Regions from separate parts of the Mus musculus genome. Here all the other regions are linked to region 3. A link is a contact called in public promoter capture Hi-C data. All regions are on one chromosome and are shown on one strand. The core of a region is the stretch at or near the end of the contact, and the rest is flanking DNA. Distances in the headings are between cores, read along the strand shown. Region 1 holds the start of Tubgcp2 (tubulin, gamma complex associated protein 2). Region 2 holds the start of Caly (calcyon neuron-specific vesicular protein). Region 3 holds the start of Rnh1 (ribonuclease/angiogenin inhibitor 1).

Region 1 (4,389 bases), core at 106-2,605, 1.1 Mb after region 3:
AAGAAGCATTATTCTAAAAGTTATTCCAGGAATTATTCTCCTTAGGGCAGTCTAAACAGTCATGCTAACAGACAGCTTTGTTGGCAAGTTTATAAAAGTAAGCAGAGAGAGAGAGAGAGAGAGAGAGAGAGAGAGAGAGAAACCCTAGGGGGTTCCATGGGAGAAGTGTGAAGAGCACACAGGGGATTCCATGGGAAAAGCACACACACTTGGGACAGTCCCCAGTGCCCTGCTGGTAGCATCAGAGGGCCATGGAAGACACCACACCAGCACAAGCACTTGCTAGCACCTCACCCTCTGCTCTGTTAGTGTCCTCACTAAGATTTGATTACAGTGTCTGTTCCCAGGCTTAAGACTGGGGACAGTCACAACTGGGTCCCTCACGTACCCTCTGTTCGTCTTGGGCTTATCAAATCGGAAATCCGCAGGGTACAGGTGTAGCCTCACCATGTGATCCTTCCGGTCTTGGCTGGTCTTGAACTTCTCTGGGCAGCTTTCAACCAAGCACTGGTACTACAAAGAATAAAGTGTCACCTCTACTCTCACCCTGCCCTAAGCCCTAATCCCAGTCACCACTGCAGATGCACCCAGTGCAGTCAGCACCCACCATGTCTTGCCTCTGGGCCAGGATCTGAAACAGAGAGTCGTGCCATTCCAGGATGTGGACATCCAGCAAATGCCCAGAGGGGAAGGCACGGTTGCAGAAGGAGCAGGTGTTTCCATGCATCATGTGGTAGTGGTGCTGGTAGTCTTCTATGGCGGCAAACACTTGGCAACAGCCAGCCACCTGACAGGTGAACTCAGGCACCCTGGGAAAGGAGGTGTGTCTCTTGGAAGAATGTTTCCCCCTTCCCCCAACTATCCCAAGGCAGGAATTCCGGCGGAACTTCTTACCCATATTCCAGCTGAGCCTGAAACAAGAAGAGCGCTTCTTGTGCCACCCCAAACCTTACTAACAGACTAGGGGAGGGAAGTCCAGCCAAGCCATGCTCCTGTTAGGGCAGGGTGGTGCTAAGTGGATGCTACTCGGGTGTCAACTGGGAGGGGTCGGAGTCCCAGGGTGTAAGCGGACGAGAGAGGAGGAATCAGGATAGCGCTAGCAAGCCGAGTAAGGCCTCGAAGCCAAGGTGCTCACATGGATTTTTCCGGCGTCTCGGACACTTGCGTGAGCATGTCCTGCAAGTACAGGTGCCGCTGCACATCCCCATCCTACAGAAGACACGCGTCAAGAGCTGTGGGTGGACTCCGGCATCGAAGCCACGCCCTACAGCTCGGAGCCACGCCCCAACCCATAGAGCTGTGTCCAGCCCCTTGATCCGGTCCACAGGTCCGGTCCCCACAAGCCCCGCCCACAGCGACAGTCTTGCTTCTAGGCCCCTCCCTGTGGGGCTCAGGACATCTTCCGCCCGGGTTGTCACGCACCTCGAAGAATTCGTGATCCCGCGGGAAGCGCACGGCACGCGGCGCGAATCGGAAGGGTGCCTCCCCAGCCGCAGGGTTCCTCTCCACGGGCAGCGGTTCGGCTGCCCCCGGCTCCCCGGCCAGGCGGGAATATAGTGCAGGGGGAAGCAACATCACCACGGCCGCCGCGGCCCTTCGGCCACCGTCGGAGGGGTGGTGACGGACGTGACGTCTACTAACTTCCTGTGGCGACCCTGCGGGGCGGGACGCGACGCGCGGAGGTGAGTCAGGGCTGGGTCTGTGTTGTGGCGGGAACTGGTCGGAGAAGGGCGGGGCTGGAGCCGGGCGCGGGATCGGGTACCGGAGCCAGGCTGGCCTGCAGCGGGGAAGAGCCTGATTCTCTTGGGCCTCTGCCGCCGGCGGTTCCGTCCGCCAGCCCGGGCTTGTCTCGCTCCACGGTGCGACTGCCTCTCTGGCTCTTTCAGTCCTCTCCAGGAGTCCAATTGGAGGCAGTGGCCTTGGGAAGTTCGTGGTTAGTGTGACTCCTCTCTTGACAGCCCCGCGGTGACTGCGGTGCTGGCCTGCGGGTTTTCTGCATCTGCTGCTGGTGCTCGGGGTTCAGGGGTGAAGGGATCAGGGCCTGCTGCAGTAGAGACAGGTGTGGAAAGAAACCCTAACCTAAACAAAAAGACGATCGAAACGTGCGGCTGACACTTTGAGGGGCTTTAACTTTGCTCCTCTACCAAAGTAGGTCACCCTCCCCCAGTATGAATATAAGTGTCAAGAAAGAAGGGACGCTACTGTTTAATAGATACAAATGAAAGCCTTTTGGGATTATTCTCCCTCTCTCTCAGCCCAGGCCTTGCTCGGTCTGTTTCTCTTTCTCTCTGTTCTGGATTCTTCCAAATGTCTCTGGATGTTTTCTCTCTTATTTATAGTAAAACCTTCCCCCTAAGGAGAGGGACCTGGGGAGCAGGGAGAGGCACGGGCGGGGGGGCGAAGAAGAGAAGGAGGGAGGGATGAAGGAAGGAAAGCCTTTCTGTAATTAAGCCCTGGAAATGAGCGTTTCTATGTCTTTAGACAGCTGCTTATGACCAGGCGTGATATCATCTCTCTCACTTTTGTCTCTGTAAAAGTATTTGGATTCTTGACATTTTGCAAATGATAAAATGTTTTTGACAGGCCATGTCTTGGTTAGGTGTTTTGTTTTGTTTTTTGTTTTTTGTTTTCGAGACAGGGTTTCTTTGTGTATCCTGGCTGTCCTGGACAACTCACTTTGTTAGACCAGGCTGACCTCAAACTCAGAAATCCACCTGCCTCTGCCTCCCAAGTGCTGGGATTAAAGGCATGCGCCACCACTGCCCGGCTTGGTTAGGTGTTTTGTTTGGGGGCTTTTGTTTGTTTTTTACTGTGTAGTCCTGGCTTGTTCTGAGACCAGACTGGTCTTGAACTAGGAGATCTGTGACTGTCTGTGCTTCCTAAGTGCTGGGGATTAAAGGTGAATGTCTCACACACACACACACTCACACACACCCAGGCCAGCCTGCTTTCTTGCTCAGGGGGTGGCACCCCCACACACAGTGATCCAGGCCTTCCCCCATTAGTCATCAATCAAAGAGATGCCCCATAGGTATTGATTACAGGCTAAATCTGATAGAAACAGTTTCTCAATGGAGATTCCATCTTCTCAGATATGTCTAGGTTTGTGTCAAGTGTACAAAAGCCAACCGGCACAGGCTGGTTTTATTATCTAGGAGCCTGTAGTGGTTCTCAACCTTCCTAATGCTTCGACCCTTTAATACAACAGTGCGTGTATTGCTGACCCCCAACCATAAAACTATTGCCTTACTACTGTTACGAATCATCCTGTAAGTACTTGATATGTAAGATATCTGACACGTGATGCCGGTGGAAGAGTTGTGGGGTCTTGACCCACAGGTCGGGAACCTCTGCTCCAGAATCTTCCCTCTTCATACCTCTCTACCTCCACCCCAACTTTGTTTTAATCATTGGCCGTTAAAAGTATGCACCTGACTTGCTCATGATTGGTTATGCCAGACTTGCTAATAAATAAGTTGTGCTTCCTCTAGAACATCTGTGGTGATTAATAGAGATAGATACCCAGGGATGTCAGAAGGTCAAGCAGGCAGGCTGTTAAGACTCGGTCAGCCTTCTTTACAGGTGTACCTTTCAACTGTAGCTTTGTCTCCCTGTATGTAGGACAATTGTATTAACATGACTGTCCCTGTCCCTTGCCAGGTAACTGCCAAGAGTGTCTCTCCTGAGACATATCTAAAGGCTTAAAGGAAGCTATTTAGAGATGAGAGAAGCCCCCTTTCTTGTAACTATCTGCAAATCATGAACAGTTTATGGTTTAAGACCTGGGTATGGCCTTAGGAGTGGGAAGTTTTAATATGTCTGGACAGAGACAGTAGCCTTGGCCTGTGCCAGCTCCCCCAAGGGCAAGATCGTTGTGTCTACCAGGCAAGGGCCAGAAAAACTCAGATAAAATAGCAGATCTGCCCCCTGGTCGCCCAGGGTCACATGACGATGGACGGAAGTAGGAGAACCAGGCTCGAGGGGTCCATTTCAGTGATTTACCTGGTACAACTGGCTCCTTAAGTGGTCGTGTAAGCTGGGAAACAGTTGGAAGCTCTGTGGGCACGGGTACGGCAAGATCTCAGCAGAGTTTTGATAGACCAGCCTGCCAGGGAAGGGGAGAGGCTGGCGGTTGACGTCACCTTGGCAATGGTCTTTCTGACAAAGGCTTGAGTCAGTCGGAACAACTTTAGGTTTTAATGTTATAAACACCTTTCTTTCTGCCTTCAGGAAAACTTGGTTATGTTGGTGTCTCAGAGCTAAACTATGAGCGAATTTCGGATTCACCATGATGTCAATGAGCTGCTCAGCCTGCTCCGCATCCATGGCGGGGATGGGGCTGAGGTCTACATTGACCTGCTGCAGAAGAACCGGACGCCGTATGTCACA
Region 2 (4,201 bases), core at 991-3,490, 1.1 Mb after region 3:
CCTAATAAATCCCATCTATACATATACATTAATTCAATTAGTTCTGTTCCATTAGAGAACCCTGGCTAATTGGTAGAATGCTTGCCAAACATGCAGAGAGCCTTGAGTCCCATCCTGAGGACCACATAAGTGGGTAGCGTGGTGCACACCTGTAATCCCAGCACTCAAGGGGTGGAGTCAAGAGGACCAAGGATTCTTTGCCATTCTAGGCTACACAGAGTATTCAAGGCCAATGCTGTCACAAGAGCAGAGAAAAAGAGAAGGGAAAGAGAAACAGAAGAAGAGAGAAGGAGGAGGAGAAGGAAGAGGAGAAAAAGAAGTAGGAGAAGAAGAGGAGGAGGAAGAAGTAAAGATGGGATCTTCAAGTAGGCTCTAATCCAGTATGATCGATGTCCTTTAAGAGTAGATTAGGACACTGACAGATACTCTCTACAGAAGTGGAGGAGCAGGCTTTCAGCAGGACCTTCACCAGCACCTTGATCTCAGAGCTTTGGCCTCCAGAATAGTAAGACTAATTTTAGTCTGTGGCAGTTTGTTATTACAGACTGGCAGGATGATGCCAATGTCGATAATGAGACAATAGCAAATATTGATGAATATGGAGAACCAATAATGGGAACAAAAATAGTACAGCCACTTTGGGTAAAACAGTTTAGCATTTTCTTTAAAAGTTAAATGTTGGGCCTGGAGAAGTGGCAACATTATTAAGGACACTTGATGCTCTTGGATTGGTCCAGAGTTCAGTTCCCAGCACCCATGTTGACAGCTCACCACAGTTGCACTTTCCAGCATCTACCCAAGAGCAATAGAAGCATGTGTCTAACGAAGACTTGGTCAGGAATGTTGTTACATGTCATGCAACAGACACAAAGGAGAACAATTCAGATACCTGTCTGCGGACAAGCCGTGATTCACGACAGCAAGAGGGTTCCAGTCAGGGCTGGAGAGATGGCTCAGCGGTTAAGAGCACTTGACTGTTCTTCTGAAGGTCCTGAGTTCAAATACATGGTGACTCACAACCATCCGTAATAAGATCTGATGCCCTCTTCTGGTGTGTCTGAAGACAGCTACAGTTTACTTTTGTATAATAATAAATAAATCTTTAGGCTGGATTGAGTGGGCTCCACCAGAGTGAGCAGAGGTCCTGAATTCAAATTCCCAGCAACCACATGATGGCTCACAACCATCAGTACAGCTACAGTGTACTCATATACATAAAATAAATAAATAAATCTTTTTTAAGGCGGATTCCAGTCAACAGCAAGACAGAACTGTGAACAGAGAGTACTGCTGCCTCGAGCGGAAGACCAGGAGAAGCACGGCCACTAGAGATGCCCTGTGTGAAGCGAGGCATACTATCAACTAAACATCTGTCCAGTGCCTTCTGCATATTACCATTATTCAGGCACCAGTGACCAAGCAAGACAAGGCCAGTCCTAGGAAAGCTTCCAGCCCAGAAATTCAGACATGGAAAGGCGTCTAGAGGAGCGCCCTCTAGGTCAGAGGCCAACCACAGCTGTCCTGACCCCAGCTTCTATTGTGAGATCTCAGGGGAAGGAACAGGCTCTCCCTTAACCCCTGGAATCCCAGCTGGAGGAGCAGCCAGGGCTCCTCTGGTCTCCTGGTTGCCCCCCTGCAGTGAAGTGACATGAGATGTGAGAACTGGTGTGATGTATGCCTTTGCATGCTGTGTGTGTCAGGGGTGTAAATTGTGTATGAAGTGTGTCTTAGCAATATGTAGCCGGGCAGTGGTGGCGCACGTCTTTAATCCCAGCACTTGGGAGGCAGAGGCGGTGGATTTCTGAGTTTGAGGCCTGGTCTACAGAATGAGTTCCAGGACAGCCAGGGCTACACAGAGAAACCCTGTCTTGAAAAACAAAAAACAAACAAATAAACAAAAATCAACAACAAAAAAAAAGAAAGAAAGAAAGAAAGAAAGAAAGGAAGGAAGGAAGGAAGGAAGGAAGGAAGAAAGAAAGAAAGGAAGGAAGGAAGAAAGAAAGAAAGAAAGCAAGCAATATGTGCGTATGGGAGGGTGAAGTGTGTATCAAGTATGTGAAATGTATTTCGTGGGTGTGTGAAGTGCTTGTGTCAGGTGTGTGAGTGTGATAAGAGACAGTGCAGAGATCTGCCGTGGGAGGGGGTGTGAGGCCACCTGAGCCACAGTGGTCCCTCCTCCAGCCTGCATCTCCATGGCAACCACAGCCTCGCTCTCAGGCTTCAGCCCCTAGCCCGCCCCGCCTGGTGGTGAAGCGCCTGGAACTGCATCCTCCGCATCTACACTGCATCCCTGTCCTCCCGCGACTGCGTCCTGCAGCAACTGCCTGTGAGCCATTTCCACGTTTCTCCTTTTGGAATGGGGACGAGGGGGCCAGCATGTGTGCGTGGGTGTGCAAGGGTGCAGGGATGTGAGAGGTGCGAGGAAGGGGGCGGGTGCAAGAGTGTGTGACTGTGCGTCTGTGGGATGTACGTGCAAAGATATGGGTGTAGGGGTTGAGAGTCTATGTGGGAGTGATTTGACTGATCCGATGTCTGCCAGAGCGGTGGAGCACAGCCATCTCCTTCCTGTGGTCTCCACTAGAAGTCAGGTTGGCCCCGCTGGCTCCGGTGGAGGGTGGTCATTAGACCTCTCGGGACAGTTGGGGGCAGCAGCTCTGCTGGCTTGAGGTGGATGGAAAGGTCCCTAGACCTCAAGGTATGTCGAGAAACCCCTACAGGCCAGTGGCAGCCTGGACATTAGGAAGAATTATGGCTGCTCAGCCTGCACAAACCCCATATGAAGCTGCAAATCCTTATCCTGGGCATAGTAGGGTAGCAGGGGCGGCGGGACAGCTGGACCTCATCTCGCCCAGTTCATGGTGACTGCAGACCCCCTCCTTGTGGGCTGGCTCCACCTCTGCAGGTCTGGGAGAGCCAGTGGGAGCTGTGCATCTCCAAGGTGGCCCAGGGGCAAAACCGTCAGCTCCTGTTCGGGTCTGACTGCTGGGTGCTGGGTGTTAAAAAAGGAAACAGCTCGATGGAGAGAAAGGGATTAGCAGAAGGGGTGTTGCCCAGAACATTGAGCGTTAGGGCCTGATGGGGGTCGCTGAGTGAAGGTTAAAGGATGGTAGGAGGTATGATAGCCATTTGTCTCAAACCACCTGCCGCGGGGCTTGGCTCTAGATGCTGGGCCACAGGTGGCTGGTGAGTGTCGGGAGCCACAAGCAGCTGTGCCCCTCCTCTCTGTCCCTCTTTGCTTGGGCCCCACAGAACAACAGCCGTTCAAACTGGAGGCAAACATCTATGACCTAAAAGGCTTGGGTGCAAGCAGACCAGGGTGGGCACTGCGGCAGCGTCGTAAGAGGAGAGCACGAGCCCCCACCAATGTGCACTTCTGTGTGACGCAGCATGAAAGGGTCCGTGTGAACGTGAGTCTGTGACCTCTAACCCAGCTTTTATGGGTTTTCAAATAAAAATTCGCATCCTCCAATATTTGTCCGTCAGCGTCTTGTTGGTGCATAGACCGTGATCAGAGATACCCGCCCCACCACCCCCGGAGAGCGCTGAAAATGAAAAACAAACTCTCGGGAGACCAAATGACAGAGTGGGATAGAGGGGAGGACCCGTGGATGATGTTAGGAAGTCTTCCCAATTCTAAACCTTTATGACCCCTATCATCTTCCCAGCGGGAACCCCAAAATCCTAGATGGAATCTTCTGGTGTGCTGAGAGAAGGTGAGAGTTGTCCACTCTTGGGATGCGATGTTCTGCCTGACGACGGAGGGCTAGAAATTTGACAGGGAGCGAAAGGCCTGCCTTTGTTGCCATGGGAACCCGAGATGACGTAAACTAGCCCTGGCCGCTGCATCACCCAGGCAACCATAGGCGGAGCTCTTGGGGAGGCAGAGGTCTTTTGTCGTAGAGGCTTGAATGCTTGGGACGACATCGTCTATCCGTTCCGATTTCTTTCCTGGTTCTTTTACCTCCTTGTATTACCTGGCCGGCCGTTTATATTCCTTATAATTTCTGATCCATCTCTATCACAATGCCCAGCGGATGGGCCCTAAGCCGTCCGGTTCCCCTTGGGCTCAGGGCCAACCTTGAGCCAGCTGCCTCACTAGGACCGGATCCACCCCATAAGGAAATTCTTTATTGACACTCCATTAAGGCTGGGCCAGGCACTAGGTCACCTATGCCACGCGTCAAAGGGACCGGGTTCTAAA
Region 3 (4,005 bases), core at 1,154-3,653:
TAACCCTTGAACTCACAAAGATCCACTTGCCTGGGCCTCTGGAGTAGAGTGCTAGGATTAAAGGCAGCCCATGGCCTGCTGCAAGACCACAGCTTAAAAAAAAACTGTGACAGAGCCATGGATAGATAGTGGTGCATGCCTTTAGTCCTAGCACTCAGGAGGCAGAGGCAGGTTGATCTCTTTAAGTTTGAGGCCAGTCATTGTGAGTTCCAGGACAACCAGAGCTACACAGTGAGACCCTGTCTTGAAAGAAAGAAAGAAAGAAAGAAAGAAAGAAAGAAAGAAAGAAAGAAAGAAAGAAAGAAAGAAAGGAAGAAAGGAAGGAAGAAAGAAAGAACCCAAAATAAAACAAAAAAGGAACAAAAAGCACCCCCCCCCTATTGTAACAGTTGTGAAAAAAATTTGCCAGTTTCATATCTGCTGTCTCTTCACAATTCAGGAGAGAAATTAAAAGTCAAGTGTCTGCAGGAGGAAACTTTTGGAGCCTCCAAAAGATAAACCTTTCTTTGCCCTTTCACCCAGTATCTCCGCCGCTTCCTAAGAGGATCCTCAGGACTATACTGGGGCCCACCTACCCACCCACCCACATGAGTTCTCCCATACAGCTTCCAGGAAAGTTTGTGCAAACTCAGCACCCAGGGGCCCTTGCCCCCTTCACTTCTCACCCTTCCTCACTGGGTGTGGTCTTTGTAGAAAGCTCACTTTCATGCTGGTAGAAGGAAGGCAGGTGCTTGTCTTTAGTTTGTTCTGAGGTCCTGGTATGGTGCTAGAAACTCATTGTACCTGCCAGCCACATGGCTTGCCTGAACCCAGGCTCCTAAGTTGGTAGCCCCTGCCATTTGTCTGTGGGTACTCAGTATCCATGAAAACAACTACAGCTCTCACCTTAAAAGGAATAAGAGATAGTTTATTCTGGAGTCATTGTTAGTGACCATGGCCTGAGAACACAGATTTAGGTTACTCCAGATTCTGTGTTCCCATGGAGGTAGTTTCATGACGTTTTGTAGTTTTACAGAAGAAAATAGTAGTAAACAAGGCAAGTTTAAGTACATTGAAGGGTACATCAGAGAGATTGGTACAACAAGAGGAAGGAAGCTTTTCTGTAAGTCCAAGATGCCAACTGATGACATTCTTGGCTTTTGGTTAGTGGAAGCTACTGGTCTGCTAAAGGATTCCAAAAGGATGCTGGGTGTGGTGACACTTGCCTTTCCTACCAGCAGTCAGGGGGAAGAGGAAGCCACATCTCTGTGAGTTGTAGGCCAGCCTGATCACAAGATATTAGTTGCAACACAGGTAGGCAAGGAAGAGCTGTTCTAGAGGGGTAGAACTAGCCCAGGATAAGGCAGCCTCTGGAACTGCACCAGCCCAATTTCTCCACAGCACTGAAACTCTAATCAGCCAGTCTCTGTAGATACAGCTTCTTTTCAGGAATTCTCCTTCATGGCAGCAACAAATAAAGGCTGGCTGGCCAAAGTTTTCCTTCTAATTGGGCAGGCTTTAATCTTTCCCCAAAGAACTGATCCCCAACTTCACAGGTCAGTTGTTGGTATTGGTTCCATGAGGATGGCTCTGCAGCGATGAAGATTAAGCTCTGTCTGTAGTGGCCACTGCACAGGGTTTATGAAGCTGAGTTCCAGCCTCTTTTCTTGCCTGTCTCTTTGCCTCCTTCTCTCCCTTCAGGGCTCCCTGTCCCAGGTCTTTTAGGGAACACAATTCCTGATTTCCTATGCTGGCCTGCTAGACTCTCCTTTACTTGTATTATTAAAGTTCCCGGAGGGACTCAGAACAGCATCTGGCAAATGACAAGTGTTTAACAAACACTTAGGTGGATGGATGCCAGTTCCTTGGCAAGGGTGTGTGTGGCCATTTGTGCAAGAGAGCAGGGCTCCTGAGTGACAAACTCTCAATGCTGACTTTTTCCACAGTGCTAGAATCCCAGCACTCAGGAAGCAAATCTGCATGTTCAAGGCCCTCCTGGGCTACACATCAAGACCTTATTTCAAAAATACAGAAACCAAAAGCAAATCCTATAACTTGGGAGTATGTTACAAAGTTTAAACATGGGCTGGAGGGATGGCTTAGGACACTGCTCTTCCAGAGCACCCAGGTGTAGTTCCCAACACCTGAATGGTGGCCATTCCCCAAGAATCTGATACCCTCTTCTGGCCTTCCTGGGCACGATGCACAGATATATATGCAGATGAAGCATTCATATATAAACGATATTTAAGACAAATATCAGAAATGCTTAGTGACGAAATGCTTGAGAGCCCCATGCATCAGAGGCTCTCGACATCCCAAGCCCTATCCCCAGGGAGAAAGGCTGTTCATAATGAACACTGTTCTAGCCATGAAAACCTGGTCGGCCTGTAGGAGAGATGGGTGTGTTCATACCAGAAGCTCTCATCACAGTCACACCCATTTCGTGGCAGCTGTGGATCATTTTACGTATTTTTAGTCAGGCTCAAAGAAGTGACTCAGGTTTGTCAAGTTCTGTTCCCAAAGTGCAGCCTGCATGTGGGAGGGACAGACCTAGTGGGCGGTCTCCAGTAGGCAAAGTGAAAGGCTAGTTGGGGCCAGAGAAAGAGAAGCGGCGAAAGTCTCTACGCCCCGCCCTGGGCGGAAGAAAACGGATCGTCTGGGACCTCTTGCAGCGGCACCAGGTGAGCAAGGGCCATGTTCCGGGGCGCCCGGCTGCCTTTGAGAGTTTTTTTCGGGTCCCTTCCTGGCCCTCTTAATACGTGGCAGAGCGGCTGGACCAGAAGGTTTGAGGGATCAAAAAATTGGGCGGGGGCGGGATCACGGGCCCGGCGAGTCTCTGAGGCCTGTTCCTCCCTTAGGGTGACACATTTGTGCCTCAGAGGAGCCTTGCTTGGTGCTTGAAGGCTGACCTCATAGCTCCGTCGCCAGCGACCTGTTCGCTCGCTCACTTTAAGGCCCAAAGAGGGTGTCTTCAGATCCTAGGATTAACCCAACAGCTAGGAGCAGCTAGTTAGCAATATCCAATCACATCAAAGCAGAGGCCTGAATCATGCTTCTAAGCCAGGCTGGTGGGACCTCCTGCCTGGTCCCAAGGCCAAACAGGGGGAGGAGTGTGGGAGAAGAACCAGCTGCCTGGGTTCTTTCACATCCCTTGCCCCTGACCTCAGATGATCGTCAGGACTGGCTGGCACCCTGCCTCCCATAAAGTCCAGTCCTGTGCTTTCCTCAAAGGTAGATACTCTAGGACCCTGTAGTCTGTAGTGCATAAGAGAGCAGGTGTGGGTTGCACCTGTGACTAGAAGTACTGTAGCTACCCCACCCCAGTGGCAGTGCCCTAGTGATGACTGGCTTTGGATGACACATCTGATCCAGGCAGTGCTGGTTTTACTCCCTGGCGAGTTGTGGGTGGGGCTAACTGGTTTCTCCATGCCCTGGCTATATGTCCACAGTGAGTTATCTCTGCCGTTGCCTCAGTTTTCCCTGTCACTAGCCCTTGTGTCAATATGTGTAAAGTGCTCCTGGTTAGCATTAAGGGGGTATCCTCCTAGCCCTGGGAAGGAAGGGGAAGACCCCGTTAGTAAAGCCATGTTGTGCCAGGCACTGTAACTTCACACAGAGCTGTTTGCCAGTTTCGGTAACTGTTATAGAGAGCAGCTGAAGTGACTTCTGTTTCTCTTAAACAGAACCTAGTACCGCTCTCCCTTCAGTGCTAGGAGCACAGCACTGATCTCTTCTTTCAAGCCTTCCAGGATACCCACATGCTGTCCAGGCTAGCTTGCTTGACAGATAGTTGCTTAGGAATGTGGAGACATGGGTATTTGTCTCTAGGCCTCAGATACATCCTTCCACAGCCAGTGCCTGTCATGCTTATTCAGGTTGTCAGAGCCTGTAACCTGTTTGTCCCAGCTTTCCTAGTGTGATACACTGCCTGGATCCTTTGCAGGCTGGGCCTGAGCTGGCTGAGGATTGTGAGAAGTTGGTCCTGGCCTGAGTCCCTAGACTCAGAAGGAAGTCACAGAAGCA

Evidence for each region. Promoter capture Hi-C pulls out the DNA fragments that hold promoters and counts their contacts.
Region 1: a promoter capture Hi-C map of embryonic stem cells shows a contact between it and region 3, with 6 times the contacts expected there. The contact joins the promoter of Tubgcp2 here to the promoter of Rnh1 in region 3. A contact is called at or near these places in 3 of 39 promoter capture datasets (cranial neural crest, embryonic stem cells and pre-B cells), 1 of 484 Hi-C or Micro-C datasets (B cells), 5 of 115 datasets of contacts at active chromatin or transcription factors (T-cell acute lymphoblastic leukemia, embryonic hindbrain, large pre-B cells and 2 more) and 1 of 9 other capture datasets (adipose tissue).
Region 2: a contact with region 3 is called in a promoter capture Hi-C map of liver, with 5 times the contacts expected there. The contact joins the promoter of Caly here to the promoter of Rnh1 in region 3. A contact is called at or near these places in 15 of 39 promoter capture datasets (the 3T3-L1 cell line, 3T3-L1-derived adipocytes, cranial neural crest and 8 more), 1 of 15 datasets of contacts at CTCF or cohesin (embryonic stem cells), 5 of 484 Hi-C or Micro-C datasets (cerebellum, cortical neurons, embryonic stem cells and 1 more), 5 of 115 datasets of contacts at active chromatin or transcription factors (the SCID.adh cell line, SST interneurons, large pre-B cells and 2 more) and 1 of 9 other capture datasets (embryonic stem cells).

What each region holds. Positions count from the first base shown.
Region 1 is chr7:140,033,640-140,038,028 of GRCm38.p6, reverse strand. It overlaps Tubgcp2 (tubulin, gamma complex associated protein 2), which reads left to right and starts at 1,355. Exons shown (of 18, transcript NM_001286007.1): 1 at 1,355-1,682; 2 at 4,231-4,389. The coding sequence starts at 4,267. It overlaps Zfp511 (zinc finger protein 511), which reads right to left and starts at 1,638. Exons shown (of 6, transcript NM_027201.1): 1 at 1,423-1,638; 2 at 1,136-1,209; 3 at 608-809; 4 at 389-513. The coding sequence starts at 1,575.
Region 2 is chr7:140,080,587-140,084,787 of GRCm38.p6, reverse strand. Caly (calcyon neuron-specific vesicular protein) reads left to right here and starts at 2,240. Exons shown (of 5, transcript NM_001190385.1): 1 at 2,240-2,326.
Region 3 is chr7:141,167,334-141,171,338 of GRCm38.p6, reverse strand. Rnh1 (ribonuclease/angiogenin inhibitor 1) reads left to right here and starts at 2,403. Exons shown (of 10, transcript NM_145135.3): 1 at 2,403-2,663.